Regions from separate parts of the Mus musculus genome. Here regions 2 and 3 are each linked to region 1. Evidence: chromatin contacts called from public ChIA-PET and promoter capture Hi-C data. All regions are on one chromosome and are shown on one strand. The core of a region is the stretch at or near the end of the contact, and the rest is flanking DNA. Distances in the headings are between cores, read along the strand shown. Region 1 overlaps Dis3l2 (DIS3 like 3'-5' exoribonuclease 2). Region 2 overlaps Dis3l2 (DIS3 like 3'-5' exoribonuclease 2). Region 3 overlaps Dis3l2 (DIS3 like 3'-5' exoribonuclease 2).

Region 1 (2,700 bases), core at 50-2,549:
GATATGTAATCAGACTGTCAAAAACAAGGGCATAAGGAGCTAAAGGGATCTGCAACCCTATAGGCGGAACAACATTATGAACTAACCAGTACCCCGGAGCTCTTGACTCTAGCTGCATATGTATCAAAAGATGGCCTAGTCAGCCATCACTGGAAAGAGAGGCCCATTGGACACGCAAACTTTATATGCCCTAGTACAGGGGAACGCCAGGGCCAAAAAGGGGGAGTGGGTGGGTAGGGGATTGGGGGTGGGTGGGTATGGGGGACTTTTGGTATAGCATTGGAAATGTAAATGAGCTAAATACCTAATAAAAAATGGAAAAAAAAAAAAAAAACAAGGGCATGTGAGGACCAATGTTGACTTCCCCATGAGTAAAATTGCAGGAGTTCCAAGAAGTTCTGCCTTTTGCCCTTCTTCCTCTGGTCAGAAAATCTCTCCGGAATGTACATTTGTACTGTAGTCGTAGCCTTCATGAGGATTTTCATATTAACTTATTTTAGAAAAGAGACAGAGACCTACATGTTATTTATTTATTCACTAATACAGTTCATTGTCCACTCTCTGCTCTGTCCACAGGCAACTGGCTAAGAGTCTTGGGCAGGCTGGTGAAATCGAGCCTGAAACAGAAGGGATACTGACAGAATATGGTGTGGACTTCTCTGATTTCTCTTCAGAAGTTCTTGAATGTCTCCCTCAAAGCCTGCCCTGGACAATCCCACCTGATGAGGTGGGCAAGAGAAGAGACCTAAGGTAAACATGGGGAACACCTGGGAACAGCTGTTCCTGCTCTGTCTTCTCCCCTGATGTTTCTTCTAGGGGTCGAGCTAAGATATTTCCTTCTTTTATCCACTGTTTGGATTCAGTTGAAAGTCTGGTGCTTCTGTACCAGAGGTCAGCAAGTGACGGATTACCAGCTAAATCCAGCCCACCACTTGAGCTCATCAACTGAAGATGGATTTCAGATTTTAATGATTTGAAAACTGTCAGCAATAATTAATAGCTATGAATAGTTACTAATCTTCCTAAAGTGATATGAGATTCATAATTCTGTGTTTAGTCACATTGCAGTAGAATACAACTATATATGGTTCTTTGCTTATATATTGCTCAACCATGACATTCTTCATGACAACTTCAAAGTTATTGCAACATTTGTGTTGCCTTAAAATGTTGACCCTTTGTTCTTTTGCAAACATTTTGCAAACATTTGTTTCTAGAATGGTTCTAGACCATTCTAATTTCAAAAGATTGCAGGTGGTTTTACCTAGTCTCTTCTCCTTGCTGGACCCCAGTCTCATGACAGAAAGGCAGTGTTATCTGCTTAGAAGTGCTTCCTCTAAGTGGGCCTCTCTAGGCACATAGCAGAGGATTCAGGACCTTGTGCTTGGAGGCTCATTTTAAAGCTTTACTTTTAGGTCTGGAATTTATTGGAAAGTACTTTTGTGGTATTTTTATAACAACATCTTCTTTGAAGATGTTTCTTCATTGTGGGATGTTAGTTCTTTTCTGATATTTCTCTTCAGAATTTGGTTTCAGTACTGGCATTCATTCTGGATGCCACATGGAGATACTTAGAACCAAGAAAGTTTTCATACACCCCACCACGGAGGCTGTGGAAGGTTTTTGCTGAGGTTATCCCGTGTCAGTGTCTTTCCACCACACTTGCTTGCTTTGTAGCTGAACTTATGGTGCCTTCAGCTCCAAGTGTCCAGTCTGAGGGTCCTTTTCTGCCCTCTCAGGCATTGTATCTTTTGAGAACGTACTGTCTGTTTTTTGCTTTTCTTGCTGAGAGTGTGTGAAGAAAATGAGATAATAATCCCTTCCTACCCTTCAGTGTGGCTGATAGAAACACATGGATTTCAGTTCATTTGGCACAGTGTGCTCCTGGATGTTACTGCGTAACACATAGGGGTTATCTCCTCTGGACCCTGAACCTGGACCTTCTGGAGCCTTTGTTGCACAATTGAGAGCTTACTGAGATCTTTTCCTGGATTTAGGACTATATAAAAAACTTGATGAAGCCAGATGTGGTGACACAGATTTGGGAGCATGAGGCAGGAGATCCAGGATGCTCCACAGTGAGTTGTAGACCAGGCTAGGCTGCATGGTAAAATCCTGCCTCAGAAAACAAAAGACCTCTAGGCTGGGTATGATGTATTCTTAAAGGAGAGTGTCAAAGAATTTAAAAAGTGGGAAAAGAGACTAAAACCAAACAAAAAAAAAGAAAAATTATCAAGGAATGATTAAATTCAAACAATAATCATTATTTTTGAAGTCTAATTTAGTGCTTATTTAGTTTTCAATGTACTTTTTACCCCCAAATTCTGTTTACAGAAATGTATCTTACTGAGTGAAGTATTCAAAGGTTTATGAGCCAAGATTTTCATTGCTGTTTTACTGTAAAAACTGCTGAGTCTATCAGTAATGGAATGGTTTAATAACTATGGTCTACCCATCCCTATGATGATGTTACCTACAGCTATGCAAAAAAGTGACTGTATCCATATTGTCTGTCCTAGAGAGGAGACCATCAAATACTGTTAAGTGAAAGAAGAAACTGCAGATCATGTGACTATGATTGTATTTTTGTGAAGTCAATAATCCAGAGCCATATAAATACACCTAAACATATGTAAAACATGCACATATCTGCACATTAAAAGTATGCATATATAGAAAATAGAAGGAAGTAAATCATCC
Region 2 (2,700 bases), core at 178-2,677, 140 kb after region 1:
CTGGCCCTTCCAAAATAGTTCCTCTCCTCTCCTCTCTCTTTTTCATCTAGATTCCATGCATGAGACAGAATATATTTGTCAGTCTAGGTCCAACTTATTTCACATAACAAATGTCAAATTTTCAAATGACAATTTTTTAATTCTTGTTTCTTATTTCATTTTCCTGTGCTTATACATGTGTGGTGCATGTTTGGTGGGTGTGTGCATGCAGAGGCTTGGCAGTCACCCTCAGCTGCTTTTCCACGTTTCTCTCTGAGGCACAGTCTCCCATCACGTCCAGGGCTCACTAGTATGGCGAGTCTTTCAAGCCGGCTTGCACTAGAGATCCCCTCTTTCCTCTCTGGGATAGGAATTCTCGGCATGTGTGTGAGTTCTGGGGAGCCACCTCTGGTCCTCATACTTATGCAAAAAGTGTTTTAACCACTTGGCATTCTCCCCAGCTCTCATTCCTTTTTATTGCTGAATAAAACTCCACTGTGCGTATGTACCACATTTTCTGTATCCCTTCTTCCCTTGATGGGATCTAGACTGGTTCTGTAGAAGTGCCATGAAAACTGCTTTGGTACAGATCGATGTCTGTGTTGTGCTGACTTTGTACTCCCTTCAGACAGATGTCCAGAGGTGGTAGAACTGGATCATAGGATAGTGCTATTTTCTCTCTCTCTCTCTCTCTCTCTCTCTCTCTCTCTCTCTCTCTCTCTCTCTCTCTCTCCCTCCCTCCCTCCCTCCCTCCCTCCCTCCCTCCCTCCCTCTCTTTCTTTCTTCTTTTTGGAGAAGCCTCCACACTGATTTCCATAGTAGCTGAACTAAATTCTTTTTAATTTAACTGAAATAGAGGCCTGCTTAGAGCCAAGGTATAATCTGTAAGAAAAGCCTTTGACTCCAGTGAAGTTCCTGGCTTTGTTGTGGTAAAGAAGCATTTGTTTCTAGTTTGAGTGTTCATCTGGGTCAGTAAGAGGACAGACCATTCCCAAGAGTGTGCTTTGCTCTGAGGGAGAGAAAAATTGTCCAGTATCTAATGGTGCAAATCATTAGTTGTGTTAATAACCCTACAGGGGAAAAAATCATAATAACGTATCCCCCTTTCATGTACTTAATGTAGCTAAATTTTCCCTAATGAGTTAAAAGTCCATGGAATTTTTGGAGATAGTAATTGGCTCCACATTGGAAATGCTCAAGCTCCCTGAGCCCTGGGCTCCAGTAAGACAGGTAGTAAACCTGCCTGAGCCCTATGAAGCCCTGTGTTCACCTGAGGTCTCCTTGCCAGAGTCCCAAAAGAAACCAGGACTCAGCAGGTTGTCTTTTCATCTTCACTTACAGGGTCGCCAAGTCAGTGTGCTCCTAACCTAATTCTGAACTCCCTTCTTTCCCCCACAGTGTAATATTTACCTAACTGGTTGTTCAAATCAAACCTTGAACCTTGGTTCTCCTTTGTCACCATATCCATCAGCTGTTGATTCTACTTCTAAAACTCACTGCCACTTAGATCTCCCGAGTGTCCATTTCTCTTCATCCTGCCTACCTGCCCTCTGGTCTCCACTCCCATTCCCTTAGGAACAGCCCTGTGTAGGCTCCCATTTCTCTCCTCTTCCTTCAGACAGCACAGTAGCCAGCTAAAAGGGTCTTCCCAAACTGAACTGTGGTGACATCATCCACCCCTTTCTTAGAGCAGATCACGATCCTTCCTTTGTAGTTAAAGCAAAGGTCAGAGTCCAATATAGCCAAGAGTGCCATGCATATTTTGCCTGGCCTTCCTTCCACAGTGAACCACCCACTGTGATCCTTGTAGCTATTGGACCCAGCTTCTGGCCATCCTTCAGTTCCTGCAGCTCCTGCTCAGGACCTGTGTATATGCTGTGACTTCTGCCCAAGACAACTGTCTGTTCCCTCACCTGTGGGCTCATCACCCCTCCTTCCCACAGCCCTGTTCTGCCTGGGTCAGCTCATTTGCTTCTCTAGAAACATGGTAAGTTACATTTTGCCTCCCATAAAGATTCCAAGAACCCTCTTCAGTTCAAACTTCTACATATACCTGGCTGTTCCCTACAATAGAGGTTTGCTCTTGTGACAGACAGCAGGCTCCACAAAGGTGACCCCACTGCTGTAGTGCTCCTGTGTCCTCTGCTAGCTCAGAGGCAGGTATAAATGTGCTTTCCGAGTACGAATTACATGGCCAGTGCATAAGATGCCCCTGGTGGCAGTACCTGTGGATGGCAGAGCTCCAGTGACAGGACTCTGCCACAGTGAGAGGTTGGCGTTTCCACAGCACATCCACTGCAGGGAGCTGACTTGTTTGATTCTCCCTCCGTTGAGCCCAAACTCACTGGTTTTTCTTTTCTCTTTGTTTAGCTGAAGCTTGCTTTTACTCTGGACCATGAGACTGGACTGCCTCAAGGATGTCACATCTATGAGTACCGAGACAGCAACAAGTAAGCCACTCACTCAGGGGAAAGCATCGCCTACTTGCTGAGCAGCTGGGGCAGGCTTTCTGACTCGGGCTTCCCTTACAGGGGTGCTCAACATTTTTGCTACATGTGAGAAAATGTCTGGCACACACATACAAAATATCCACCCCAAAAGTCTCTTTTGACCTTAAATATAATAGAAAGGAACTTGTATAGAGGGCTAGAGCAATGGCTCAAAGCACGTACTGTGAAAGTGTAAGGACCTGAGTTTTAACCCCCAGAACCCACATAAAGC
Region 3 (2,700 bases), core at 190-2,689, 170 kb before region 1:
ATTATAGATGGTTGTGAGCTAGTTTGTGGGTTCTGGGAACTAAACTCAGGTCCTCTTTAAGAGCAACAAGTGTTCTTAGCTGCTGAGCCACCTCTCCAGCCTTTTGTTTCTGTAGCTCCAAGAGCCTGGAAGATTGTGCTGATGTTTAGGTACCTTATATGGAACACTGTATTTTCATGTGACCTGTGAATATCCTTTTGAAATCACTTCTAGGTTAGTTATAGTATCTCTTGTATTGTTTAGGGAATAATGACAAGGAAAAAATGTATGCATATTCAGCATTTTTTTCTTGGTTCTTTTTATCTGTATTGGTTAAATCCACCAAGGTCAAACCTTTGGATTTGGAGAGTCCAGTGTACCACTAAATGGCTTACACAACAGAAATGTATTGCTCAAAGGTCTGGAAGCCAGAAGCCTGACATCCAGGTGTTGGCAGAGTTGATTCATGAAGGCTATGAAGAAACTGTTCCATCTCGCCCTCTCCTAGCTTCAGGAGGTTGCTGGCAATCTCAGGCATTCTTTGGCTTTTAGACACACCATTTTGATGTTTGCCTTAATCTTCACGTGATGTTATCTCTGCAAGTGTGTCTGTGTTCAAAATTTTCCTTTTTATAAAGACAACAGTTATTTGGTATGCCCCCACTCTTATATGATGTCATTTTAACTAATTATTTCTTCAGAAACCAAATAAAGTTACATGCTGAGAAGCTTCAGGGTTAGGACTTCAGCTTACATTGTGTTAGTCAGCTGTTACTGTAACACAGTATCTGAGATGACTAACCTATTTTGCCTTATAGTTTTGGGATCCAGTCTCTATGATGAACTATAGCTCTGTTGCTTTGGGCCTGTGGTGAGGTCACATGGTGATGGGAGTACGTGGCAAACTAAATTGGATATGCCATGACCAGAGAGCAAAGGAAAGAAGCAGAAAGAGGCTAGGATTCCATTACCCCCTTCCAGGGCTCATCACCAGTGACATAAGACCCTTTCCTAGGCCATTTCCTAATGACGCAAGGCTCCTTGGGAGACATTCATCTGTACAGTCATAGCACTCTCCTTGTTCCTGCAGACAGGGTAGCTCCTGGTGGGTTAGGTGGTAGTGGTTTAGAAGCTCTATAGTTTGAAACTGGGGCTAATGTGAGGGACTCATGATGAGGAATGGTTGGAGTAAATGTGGTTCTGCTATGCACTGATTTTCATTGACTGAGAACCTGAAATTTGTCAGAGAGAGAAGTCTCACAAAGACAGATGTGTCTGAGGCCCGAGGAAGAATGCGCTGTTAAGAGTCTCAAGAGTTGATGAAATGGAGTCTAAGCTCCTAGAAGAGAGTAGAGATTCAGAGTTAAGGAAGAAACCATAGATCTTCACTTCTGAGAACTGGCTTAAGCTTGTTCAAAGTACAATTGTCCTCAGTATCCATGGGGTCAATATGTAACGATTCAATGACAGCAGATCAAAGGTCATTACAGTCACATTTGCACTGGAGCAGGTGTGGGCTCTTACTCTGTCCTCAGTACACAATTTGCACAGAACTTACATAACTTTCTCACATGCAAGTATGCGTGTGTTTAAATATAGTTCTCTTTGTGTGCATGTGCATGCATGTGCACATATATGCATGTTTGTGTGGTGGCTGGAGGACAACCTCTGGTATCATACACAGGGAGGCCACCCATCTCCTTTGAGATAGTCTCTTATAGGCCTGGAACTTGCCAACTAGGCTAGTCTGGCAGTTCAGTGAGTGTCAAGGATGGATCCTGTGTTTGTGTCTCCCATGATGGGATTACAAGTGCCAGCTAGTATGCCTGCTCTTGTTCCTTGGGTTCTGGGGTTGAGCTCAATTGCTTGTGCTTATAGGATAAGTGCTTTACTGACTGAACCATATCGAAGATAGTTTAAGTGTATAGATGGATGGGCATAGACACAGATACAGTCCCATTTAATATAAAGGACTTGGTCATCTTTGGATTTTGGTACCACAAGGGTCTTGGAACCAGTGTTCCAAGGAACAACTACACTATGTTTAAGGCCTTGAGAGACTGGGAACCATTTTGAATCTCTTTTAGAATCTTTAACTTGAAAGTAAAGAAGAAGTAGAGACCAAAACCTGGCAATCACTGAAGAGTGAGGATGTACTTCTCTAGAGATTACTGTTTTCTAGAGATAGGTGTTAATATCCAGTGGAAACATAGCATGTGAGCTGTGCAGGGAGAGATGGAAAATACAGATGGAGTTCTTTGTAGAGTTTTTTTTTTTTTTAAAGATTTATTTATTTATTATATGTAAGTACATTGTAGCTGTCTTCAGGCATTCCAGAAGAGGGTGTCAGATCTCGTTACGGATGGTTGTGAGCCACCATGTGGTTGCTGGGATTTGAACTCTGGACCTTCGGAAGAGCAGTCGGGTGCTCTAACCCACTGAGCCACCTCACCAGCCCGAGTTTTTTTTTTTTTTTTTAATTAGATAGTTTCTTTATTTACATTTCAAATGTTATCCCCTTTCCTAGTCTCCTCTCTGAAAACCCCCTATCCCTTCCCCCTCTCCTCCTGCTCGCCAACCCATCCACTCCCCCTTCCTGGCCCTGGCATTCCCCCACACTGGAGCATAGAGCCTTCACAGGACAAAGGGCCTCTCCTCCCACTGATGACCGACTAGGCCATCCTCTGCTACATATGCAGCTAGAGCCATGAGTCCCACCAT

What was found. Promoter capture Hi-C pulls out the DNA fragments that hold promoters and counts their contacts. ChIA-PET counts read pairs in DNA pulled down with a chosen protein or histone mark.
Region 2: a contact with region 1 is called in an H3K27ac ChIA-PET map of liver, with 4 times the contacts expected there. The contact joins two enhancer-like sites. A contact is called at or near these places in 2 of 484 Hi-C or Micro-C datasets (liver and nephron progenitors) and 3 of 115 datasets of contacts at active chromatin or transcription factors (embryonic stem cells, fibro-adipogenic progenitors and liver).
Region 3: a contact with region 1 is called in a promoter capture Hi-C map of liver, with 2.5 times the contacts expected there. The contact joins two enhancer-like sites. A contact is called at or near these places in 4 of 39 promoter capture datasets (3T3-L1-derived adipocytes, liver and stem cell-derived epiblast-like cells), 4 of 484 Hi-C or Micro-C datasets (adipose-derived mesenchymal stem cells, brain and embryonic stem cells), 13 of 115 datasets of contacts at active chromatin or transcription factors (the 230-238 cell line, bone marrow-derived macrophages, cardiomyocytes and 4 more) and 3 of 9 other capture datasets (adipose tissue, embryonic stem cells and liver).

The regions. Positions count from the first base shown.
Region 1 is chr1:86,877,827-86,880,526 of GRCm38.p6, forward strand. Dis3l2 (DIS3 like 3'-5' exoribonuclease 2) reads left to right here. Exons shown (of 21, transcript NM_153530.2): 9 at 577-750. Among named protein-coding and RNA genes, the nearest start is that of Gm41909, 49 kb to the right of the region's middle. Within about 2 kb of position 1,300, at least 4 of the 459 cell types and tissues checked have an H3K27ac peak or open chromatin away from gene starts, as enhancers often do. A contact at or near this core is called in liver, where this site is marked.
Region 2 is chr1:87,018,689-87,021,388 of GRCm38.p6, forward strand. Dis3l2 (DIS3 like 3'-5' exoribonuclease 2) reads left to right here. Exons shown (of 21, transcript NM_153530.2): 14 at 2,350-2,429. Among named protein-coding and RNA genes, the nearest start is that of Gm28375, 47 kb to the right of the region's middle. Within about 2 kb of position 1,428, at least 5 of the 459 cell types and tissues checked have an H3K27ac peak or open chromatin away from gene starts, as enhancers often do. A contact at or near this core is called in liver, where this site is marked.
Region 3 is chr1:86,711,797-86,714,496 of GRCm38.p6, forward strand. All of the region lies in intron 1 of Dis3l2 (DIS3 like 3'-5' exoribonuclease 2), which reads left to right. Among named protein-coding and RNA genes, the nearest start is that of Dis3l2, 9.3 kb to the left of the region's middle. Within about 2 kb of position 1,440, at least 9 of the 459 cell types and tissues checked have an H3K27ac peak or open chromatin away from gene starts, as enhancers often do. A contact at or near this core is called in liver, where this site is marked.